3 separate regions of the Mus musculus genome follow, and all the other regions are linked to region 1. Evidence: chromatin contacts called from public Hi-C and HiChIP or PLAC-seq data. All regions are on one chromosome and are shown on one strand. The core of a region is the stretch at or near the end of the contact, and the rest is flanking DNA. Distances in the headings are between cores, read along the strand shown. Region 1 holds the start of Kif26a (kinesin family member 26A). Region 2 overlaps Gm36894 (a long non-coding RNA gene). Region 3 overlaps Gm36894 (a long non-coding RNA gene).

Evidence for each region. A called contact is a pair of places that touch in the nucleus more often than the background predicts. HiChIP or PLAC-seq counts read pairs in DNA pulled down with a chosen protein or histone mark.
Region 2: a contact with region 1 is called in an H3K4me3 HiChIP or PLAC-seq map of embryonic forebrain, with 3 times the contacts expected there. The contact joins the enhancer-like site here to the promoter of Kif26a in region 1. A contact is called at or near these places in 11 of 39 promoter capture datasets (the 3T3-L1 cell line, 3T3-L1-derived adipocytes, HPC-7-derived erythroid cells and 7 more), 1 of 15 datasets of contacts at CTCF or cohesin (the NIH/3T3 cell line), 9 of 484 Hi-C or Micro-C datasets (embryonic stem cells, epiblasts, granulosa cells and 4 more), 10 of 115 datasets of contacts at active chromatin or transcription factors (craniofacial prominence, embryonic forebrain, embryonic hindbrain and 6 more) and 2 of 9 other capture datasets (embryonic stem cells and pancreatic islet).
Region 3: a Hi-C map of the N1E-115 cell line shows a contact between it and region 1, with 3 times the contacts expected there. The contact joins the enhancer-like site here to the promoter of Kif26a in region 1. A contact is called at or near these places in 11 of 39 promoter capture datasets (the 3T3-L1 cell line, 3T3-L1-derived adipocytes, cranial neural crest and 6 more), 12 of 484 Hi-C or Micro-C datasets (the N1E-115 cell line, cerebral cortex, embryonic fibroblasts and 6 more), 12 of 115 datasets of contacts at active chromatin or transcription factors (craniofacial prominence, double positive thymocytes, embryonic forebrain and 8 more) and 1 of 9 other capture datasets (embryonic stem cells).

What each region holds. Positions count from the first base shown.
Region 1 is chr12:112,144,462-112,147,638 of GRCm38.p6, reverse strand. It overlaps Kif26a (kinesin family member 26A), which reads right to left and starts at 1,431. Exons shown (of 16, transcript NM_001097621.1): 1 at 1,233-1,431; 2 at 683-925. The coding sequence starts at 1,274.
Region 2 is chr12:112,240,202-112,243,378 of GRCm38.p6, reverse strand. All of the region lies in intron 1 of Gm36894 (a long non-coding RNA gene), which reads right to left. Among named protein-coding and RNA genes, the nearest start is that of Gm36894, 23 kb to the right of the region's middle. Within about 2 kb of position 1,543, at least 29 of the 459 cell types and tissues checked have an H3K27ac peak or open chromatin away from gene starts, as enhancers often do. A contact at or near this core is called in embryonic forebrain and epiblasts, where this site is marked.
Region 3 is chr12:112,222,224-112,225,400 of GRCm38.p6, reverse strand. All of the region lies in intron 1 of Gm36894 (a long non-coding RNA gene), which reads right to left. Among named protein-coding and RNA genes, the nearest start is that of Gm36894, 5.2 kb to the right of the region's middle. Within about 2 kb of position 1,745, at least 9 of the 459 cell types and tissues checked have an H3K27ac peak or open chromatin away from gene starts, as enhancers often do. A contact at or near this core is called in the N1E-115 cell line, where this site is marked.

The DNA.
Region 1 (3,177 bases), core at 182-2,681:
CAAGGCTGAAGGTTAGAAGCAGCTTCCTGTGGAGACCCCCCACACCCCTGCATTGCACACTTCCAGAGACCATTGTTCCCTGGAACAATACTCCAGTTCTTTACATGCCTGGCAAGACTGGCCGGAAAGCCCAGTAGACTCCTCTCCCACCAGCGCCTGCCTGCCATGCTGCAGCCTGGGAAACCCCGAGGCTCAAGAGTCATTACCCACACGGAAGGCCTGGGCCCCAGAGGCAGAGAGCCAGGGCAGGGCACAGGCCCATAACAGACACTGAGTAGGTATGGGACAATGATGCACGGCCCCCGGGTGCAGAAAGGGGCCCACTCTCTCACCTTTTATGCCCTCTCTATACAGGCATGCCAATGTCCAGATGCCCAAAGTGCCTCACCATGACAAGCCCTGCCCTGGGAGTGAGGTCCCGTCTTCCCCTTTTCTACCCCTCCCAAACACAGACTGATTCCAGCTGTGGGACATCTGTGGCTAGGAAAGAAATTTACCCAACCCCCTATGACACGCAGCAGGCCTCCTAGGGTGAGGTGCACCAACACACACTCTTGCAGACTATGGCACGGGGTGGGGGTGGGGGCACGATGAACTCGCCACGCTCCAAGCCCCAGCCCCAAAGATTCCCAAGTTCCAGCCCTTCCCTGTTTGAGATATGGCCTGAAGAGGGGTCACTTACCCGGAGAGGAGTCCCGGGCCCGCTGACCAACTTCCACGCCTGTCGTTTTAGCTCCACGAGCTTCGTGTGGCAGTGGCGGCACCACCCGCCCCCACCGGCCGAGTGGCTCTGCTCAGCGCTGGCCCCGGCGCCCTCCGGAGCAGGGCGGCTGCTGCATGGGTCTTGATCGAGCCCGGCGGGCAGCCTCTTGCGCGGGGATACCTCAAGTGGCGGGGTCTCTCGAGCCGGGCCGCACTCAGCCACCTGCGGGGGTTGGAGATGGGACAGTAAGCCCAAACCTTCGCGCGGCGCCACTGCGGGACTCCACGCGGCCGACTCCAGACCCAGTCGCTCACGCCCCTAAAGCCACGCTCGCACAAAAGTTAGGGCCCTGGATGCAACGCCAGGAGTCCCTGAAGAAGAAGCCCCAGCCCGACGCTCGGGGCCCCGTCCCGCTCCGCGCCCCACCCCTAGAGGGCGCTGTACACCCCGCTAGCATCATCGTTGTCCTGGGCTCTGAACCCGGTGCCCGTCGAGCCCAGCCGCCCGCTCCTAGCAGGGCCTTGCGTACCGCGGGCTGCACCGCACACAAGGAGGCGCCGCGGCCGACCATGGCACGGTCGCAGGAAGGGATACGTTGGCTCTCGGGGTACAGTGGCTACGTGATCCGGCCCAGGGGCACCCCCATGGCCAGGCCTGCTGCTCTGAAGTTGGCAGAGCAGGCGAGTGGCGGAGAGCACGCTGTGGACGCGACCGGCTTGCTCCGGGACAGGCTGGGCGGGGGCGGGCCAAAGCTTGTAGGGGGAGGGAAGGGGGCGGGACGCCAGAGCGCCGCCCCCATCCTGAGCAGAGCCAAGTGGGCGGGGGTCCCGCTCCTCCTTGCGGCCCCGCCTACTGCTAGGACCCCCAACCTGTTAGTTGAGTGTTGATGCGGGAGGGGCGGTGGGGGCTGCCGAGACACAAGTTACGCGCACGCATGCGCCTCTGTCTCTCCTGAGCGAGGATGGAGTGCGCCTCCTGGGAGGCACCCAACACTCTCATCACTTTGCGAGCGGGAAAACTGAAGCTTTTGCCCAAGATCGCACAGCACGAAAGCGGGTGGGGGTGGGGGGATGGGGGGTAATGAAAGGGGCTGGACCCGGGCCAACGGCTTCCCCAGAACACCCAGAGCACTTGAGTGTGTCTGGCCATGCTTTGGCGCCAACTGTCTCTCATGGATGAGGGTCGTGTTTCAAGAAGTGCAGTGAGGGGCTACGAACTGTCTCGAAGTGTCCTTGCAGCCGCGCCTGTGCCTTAAAATGGATTGCACACTGAGCCGCCTGCGAAGTGGGAGGAAGCGCTGCGGCTTGGCCCTGGGGGTGTGCCGGACCTGTTGTCTGCCGGCCTGGCAGATGGGGAGTTAGCTCCGGAATTAATTGCCTGTTTGTCTCCGACCCGGAGGTCTCCCTCCTTCCCCAGCGACCAGTTGTTGCTCTCGCCCAAGTCAGACCCCAAATGTCACCACCTTCTGAGGTCGCGGGGGACTCCGGCCCAAGCTCTGGATCAACCCGAAACCCCAGATAGGAGCCAGGCGGGATCTGCGGCGTGGCTCCCCGTGACACAAGCGCCACCTGCCGGCCGTAGTGAGCACAGGTTTCGAGGGCGCAGAGACAGGACACCACGCGTTCTGAGCGCAGAGCTTTCCGCTTGAGGCTGAGACTTAGGACAGCTGAGCCAGGGTGATTCAAGGAAAGACCCTGGTCGGACATCCCCAGAGCAGTCAGACCTTCGCACGGTATAAGGTCTGTCAAACGACCTCTCCTTTCCCCACCTGGACCCTGCTTACTTAGCCCTCCACTCCTACGCACTATTGGCCAAGAGTGGGATGAAGATCCGGTTTTCCAGGTCATCTACGACTTAAAAGAGTCTGTAAACACGACAGGAAGTCATGAATAAACTGGGAACGGGCTCCCCACTTTCTGCAACCCCCAAGCCTCCAGGCCCTTCTCAGCCTTGCGAAGGGAAGACAGGCAGGCGACGGCCCACCATGGGATCCGGGTAGCCTCAGGCACCACCCTCCTCAGTCCACCCCTGCAAGCACTACAAACAGCGTCACCCCGCCCGCCCCTCTACCGCACTGAAACAAACACCCGGGGCCCAGGAGGCTCATACATTGTTATCGACTTACACACACGCACACATACTCCTCACACGCACACCGAGAAGCATCACCCGGAACCCAGGGCCTGCGCTCATGATGGGCCACACCCGCAACTTCACTTCCCCGCACCAGCGCGGTTCTTCGGGAAGCATACTCTACGTTCGAGTTCCCAGAGGACACAAAAACACAGCTCCACAAGACCCCGGGATGCACCAAGCAACCAGAATGATCTCAGAACTCAGATCACCTCCCCCTAGGCTTTTTCCTCGCCCATCCCTGCAAGGTGAGATAACCGCGATCTCTGCGCTACGCTCTCCTCCGTGGAAGATCGCTGCTCAAGGCTCGGGTTCCAGCGTAGCCTCGACTAGAGAGGGAG
Region 2 (3,177 bases), core at 294-2,793, 96 kb before region 1:
TGTGACTATGGGGATTAGGACTGATCTTTGTGAGCTCTGTGACAGGTCCCTTGAGGAGTTCCAGCCTCCATGAGCAGGTCTAACTCCTCAGGTCACTGAGCCTAGCAGTCAGGCCTAGTGTGGGCTTGGCTCAACATGGATTTCCCACACACTCGCGTTCACAACCCCAAAGATGGCTCTTACGTTGTTAGAGGAGTCTCTGTCACCACATCCTTTGCTGCCTCCCTCATCCCTACACTCCATCGTCCTCACTGTCCGTCCTCAAGTGTTTTTCCCATGGTGACCTAGCACCCAGCGTGGTGGCGCACGCCTTTAATCCCAGTAGCAGGGAGGCAGAGGCAGGCGGATTTCTGAGTTCAAGGCCAGCCTGGTCTACAAAGTGAGTTCCAGGACAGCCAGGGCTACACAGAGAAACCCTGTCTCGGGGGAAAAACAAAAAACAAAAAAACAAACAAACAAACAAAAAACACAAGGAACTCTCAGGCAGCTTTCTACAAGGCTGTCAGATCTCAGCCTCCCTTAAAACACTGGCCCGAGGGGGCCCTGCATCCCAGGTGACAGCCCAGACTCTAGGACACAGCAGGGCTGGAGTAGCTGCTCTTCAGCACTGTCTGTGTCCTGTGAGGGGGGCCTTCCACTCCAATGTCACATTGAATGCCAAGAGCTTGGGACCCCAGAGGCCAGGTCACCTGCTGCATCCAGAGGTCACAGTGTCAAATGTGAAGGGGCCTCTGGGGTGGAGCAGGAGAGCCCACAGCTGAGGAGCTGGCCTGAATTGGCAAAAACCTGCAGAGGCAGCTGGGGCTGGTGGCTGAGAAGTGGCCCAGGAGACATAGCCTGGGGTTCTGAAGACATTCTGTCCAACGGCTCACCCGAGACATTTTCAGGACAGAAACACTGGGCTCAGAGATATTCTCTCTCACTACAGTGCTGCAGTGCGAGCCAGAGTCTGTTGCATGCAAGGCAAGCACTCCCGTTGGGCTACACTCTCTGCAGAAGACATCTTTTCCCAATTTACAACCACTGGTAGGGGCAGAGCTGGGGTGTGTGCAGGTGGGTGACTCTGAACACCACCTTAAGCAGGTTTGCACCAAGCCCCTCCTGAACCCAAGGTGGGAGGAGCCACAGAGCTGGGGATTTGTTTTGTATGGGAGACTTAAGCCTTACCAGTCCCACATCAGATGTACTGTGCTCCCACCCACCTGCCTCTCTGTTGCTGTGGAATGGCAGGTGGAGCTGGTGGCCAGCCCAGCCCAGCCAGGAACAATAGCTGTATGAGCCAGCCACTGACAGAGCATCTGAGCACGGTCCAGCAGGGGCAGCATCTACACCACTACTCCTGGAACTGCAGAAAAAGCCCTGGGCAGTCACAGAGCCTAGGACTGGCTCCCAAAGGACCTTCTGGCTTGGACACTTTTTTCCAGAGCTGGAATTATGTCTTCAGGGTACCCACTATTTGCATCATCAAGCAGAACCATTATAGTCAACCCAGAGCTAATCAGAGGCACGCTGGCACCCTCCCTTCCCTGACTGGGCTCAGCTTCTTAGGGGCAGCCAACAGGCCAGACAAAGGGCTGTCTGCAAATTGAGGTCAGGACCAGCCTGGGAGACAGGCCTGCTGTGAGGGCGATAATTGAGCCCACTCTAAGGTGTTGGGGTTGGGGGGAGCATTAATTGGAGAAAGACTGAGAAGAAAGGAGGGGGTGGCTGCGGGGGGGGGGCACAAGGGGACACAAGGGGGGTAAGGGGAGGGGGCGGCAGCTGGGAATGCAGTGAACAAAGGGTTAACTAAGGAGCCTGGATACCAGGTCAATTCTGAGAGTGACTTGGAGAGACATGGCCCGCCCAGACAGTCCAGTCACACTGCTGATAGCCTCTCTCTGGCCAGGTCCCAGGTCAGACGATGAAGTCTGGAGTACTCTGGACCACAGGCTCTTGAGTCCATCAGAGGATTAGCCCAGAGGCCTTGGGGAGCACTGTAAGTGTGTGGGTGGTGAGTGCACCGGCTGACCAAGGTTAGACCAGTCCTCAGGACCCCAGAGGGAGCCCTCTGTCCACACCCCCTCCCCTCCCCCACAGCACTCGCATCCCCCTCATACAGAATTCCAGCCTGACCCCACAATCTCTCCTCTTCCACACAGTTACCTCCAGAACCCTCAGCCATCCTCCCTTAAAGGCTACCCTACACCACTGTGGGACCACACAGGACCCAGGAGACCGCCATGCCAATTATGGAGGGTTTAGGGAGAGAGTGATTACTCCAATATCAACCTTGGTCACCGCCTGCCTGCAGACTCTAACGGTCCTGGCCTCCCCACAGGCTCTGACCATGTCTAACCTCCTTCTGCTACCACAGACCCTGTTCTCCTGGTCCTTCCATCCCGCTGGGAGGCTCTACCCACTAAACCCATAACCACAGTCTCCTCCATGGAAAGTCAAGTGAGCCACACCCAACTCCACCTCTGCCCTGCTGGTCATCAGGTCTGGGAGATCCCTTCCCATCTCTGAGCCTCAGTTTATCCTTTGAACGTTCAGATAGCGGTTCTTCCATTGGGGTCCTATGAGATGCCAGACAGGTATGACAAAGAGCTTGTCTCACTTCAGGGGCCTCCAGCTCTCCATCCCTCCCCTAAAGCTGCCCACTTAGGGTGGGAGCCCCGAGGAGCAGGCCCCATGGTTAGCAGAGCATTAGGCTGGCCTAGGCTGGCCTCCAACTCTCCAGTAAGCCTCACCTCCAGTCTCTTGCCCCTCCAGGGGGAGCTCCTATGAACACAAACCCCTAGGACTAAGCTGAGCACATGGGTGATTTGTCCTTGCTTAGGAGAGAAAGTAGCTTTAGCAAAACATGTCTATTCATGTCTATTTAACTTGCTGTTGGGAAACAAGGTCCCCGTCTGGTCTGCCCCTTTGCTGGTGACAGGAGAGCTGTTTAGTCATGAATTCGGTTCCTTGGATTCTCCCACCTGCTGACAAGGTTGGGATGGGCCGATGAGGCTCCTTGAGCCAGGCTCCCATTCCATAGCCTTTCTCCAGGAGGCCAACCTCAGCTATGTCACAGAGGGTGGCTGCTGTCCCCTACAACAGGGACCAGACTCAGCCTGAGGCTCTGGAGCTGGATTCAAGCCCAGGGTTCCATTAGCTGAGGTGACAATGACAGTTGGAGGTGGGAGTGGATAT
Region 3 (3,177 bases), core at 496-2,995, 77 kb before region 1:
GGGGCCTCTGCCCCCACCCCCACCCCACCCGCTCACCTTGGCTGCTGAACAAGTGACTCTGAGCAGCAGTTTGTCTCACTATGAAGAGCTAAGAGTATGGGTACATGAAATATTAGCTTAGTAGGCTGCACCAAGTTCATGGCCATAGCCACAGCCACCACCAAGCCAAAGGAGGCATTGGCTGGAAGAAGCAAGAACCTTTGGGTCAAAGGAAAGAGGAGGTCCCTGTGTCCTGATGACAGAGACCAGACTTGAGAGGGACGAAGTTACTGTTGTGTGTGAGACTCCAACTTGGACCTCTAAGATTCTCTGCACCATGCCCTGAGGGCAGCAGAGTGCCACTGCCCAAGCAGGCTCCACCCACAAGGTCTGGACCCCAGAGCGGCACTGCAGGACCCAGGCAATGGTGTAGAACTGTCTGCGTGGCTCCCAGGCTGCAGACTGCCATCCCCTGGCCCATTCACTTTAGGGAGCCCAAGGGGGGGGGGGGCTAGCCACGTACTCAGATGGCCTCAGATGACCTCTGTGAAAGCCATGGTTGGCACAGCTTGCCATCTCGGGCAGAATAGAAGGTGTGTAGGTGTGGCCCGGCCTTGCTATGTGGGGACTGACTTAGATATTCCACTTTGGTGGCATTCCGAGTTCAGCTGTTTTGTCAAGCCCTTACACACAGGCATCCTGCCACCCCTACTCAGCCATCTGAGGTTCTGCCTGCTGTGTCCTGGGTACCCCCAGGGTGAGTATTGAACAGCCATGACCCTAAGAGAATTCACTGGGTGGAGGTGTGGACACTTCAGAGAGTGGCCCAGGCTGCGAATTGATTATGTAGTTTGGGATTTTGAGAGATGGCTAACCAGCATGTACTGGTATGACAGGCCTCATATAGAAGCATCTACATGGGCTGCTAAAGTGCTACAGGCCCTTTACCTGCCCCCTCTGGGTCAACTCATCCCACCAAACATCTCTTGAAGTTTCCAGCATGCTGAGCTAGGGACACAGGAGGTAGGTAACGGCTAGGGTAGTCCCAGGCTCACAGAGAGTCCCTCAGAGCATGGGACCAGCATACTCTGTAAACCCCTCAGAAGCTCCAATTATGAAGCAAGATGGTGAGGCTCCTGCGTCTCAACCCAGAGCTGGGCACAGAACTCAGCAGACACAGAGCAGACATCCCCAGCTTGTATAATCACGCCACTAGGCAGAGGCAGCTACAGTGCCTGATCATGGCTGTTGAGCTGTGCCTACATTAAGGCACGGCCAGGAGAACAGGTCTTTGACCTGCGGCATGCCGGTGCAATCCGGAAGATCTTTTTCCAATTACCCAAACACGGGAGTCTGGTTTTCCATGTCAGAGAACAAATATTTCATCATTTTTATCTTTCCTGTCAAGCCCAGAGGAGCTGCTCGCTGCAGTCTCTTGAGAGTCTCTGTGTAAAGTGATCAGGGCTGGGCTCGGCTGCCGGCAGACCATGAGCTTCAAGGGTAAGATGCTGTCTGGCTCTTGGCCCAAGAAAACAGGTTACCAACTGGCCTTGCCCTTGCCCAAAGGATTTATGTGTCATCCTGGTAGCCATTACCCAAGGGCTTTCCATACCCGACCCTGGTACGTGGCCCTTGGCTGGGGCCTCACAAACGGCCTCCTCACAAGCAGAAGGGAAACTCTTCTCTTTACCTGGTACCCTGAGGTCCAACTGCTAGGATGCTCCCAATGCCCACCCTGCCTGCCTGCCAAGCTGCTCCTGGTACCCCTGGGTGCTTCAGCCCACCTATAATCTCTCTCTGTGTCCTGCTCCCACCGATGGCTAGACACTAAACTCCACCTGTGGCTGATGCCAGGTCCTACTGGTTTCAGCTCCTTGTGCCCCCCAGAGCCTGGCACTTCGCTGTGGTTCAGGGAACACAGGAGCCTCTGAACAGGAATGAGAACTTCAAGGACCCGGGGCCCTCATCTGTCAGACAAGGAGCTTTGAATGGCCTGCTGTGTGGCCCAAAGGCTGACACTCCCAAGCAGGTGCGCTCTGCCAGCTCCAGTGTTGCCCAGTCTACAGAGCAGGAGCTTGGGGAAGATAAGGAAGAGTGCCCTCAGGTGGGGGGGGGGGGGCTGCACATCCCGATAGGAGGCTGGGAAGCAGGCATGAAGGAGTCTGCGTCGGGGAGGACCTGGGAGGTGCCCTGAGTCCTGGGCCACATCTCCAGAGACTCTGCCCCCACCCCCAGGGGGCATCAGAGTTGAGCCATATTTTGTGGAGAGAAATGTTTGGGAAATCTGACTCTTGCTAAAATGCAGCTGCCTCAGTTACAAATACAGATAAGAGCATTTAGCACAAGATCGTGAAGTGACCCACTATGTTGCAGGACCAGCAAGGGGAACCAGAGAAGGGGACCCAACACCAAGATTTTTGCCAGCTCCCTCTCTGGGCTCCTACCTGCCCATCCTGGGGAACACACAGATCCCAGTGGGTAACGAGCACCCCAGTTCTCACCACCATGCTGAGCCTACCATAGTTAGAAGTAGAGAGACTAGATCAAGCCACCTGTGTACACTCTGGCCAGTCCAGCCAGGTTAATGAGCATGAAGTGGAGTCCCTTGTAGGGTTTCCCTGTGTCCCAAGAAGGTCTTGGGGGCTGTCCATCTATGTGAGTGAGTCAGATCTGGGTACCAACATCCAGAGAAGTAAGCTCAGGTCTCTGTCCCCAAAACAAGCACTTTGGGCTGAATCAACAGAACGTCAGGCTTCTTTCCCGTAGACTAATAAATAAATCCATGTTCGGAAGAATCCCCAAGCCAGGGAACATCTGTATATCAGAGAAACGGCTGTCAAGCTTAACAACGACTGCTCCACAGTCAGCTGTGGCCCCTTCCATAGGCTCCTGTTGTGGCCAGCATGTCTGGGCCTCCTGAAAGCACTGAGTTATTTATGGACTAGGAATCCAGACCAGAGACACCAAGCAGCCGCAAATTGACCCTCCTGCCCGCCTGCCTCCTATTTATCCAGGATGAGGTGAGAAACTGACATTGTATATTCATCCCAAGCCCCCAGAACCTGTCACTACACCCTTATTTACCGACAGACCCTGTCACCAGACGGAGCTGCCTCACTGCCAGAGACACCGTTTAATGGTTGCAGATAGCGATGAACTTCTCAGAGGCTGGTGTTCCGAGGGGGTGGGCAGCCACGT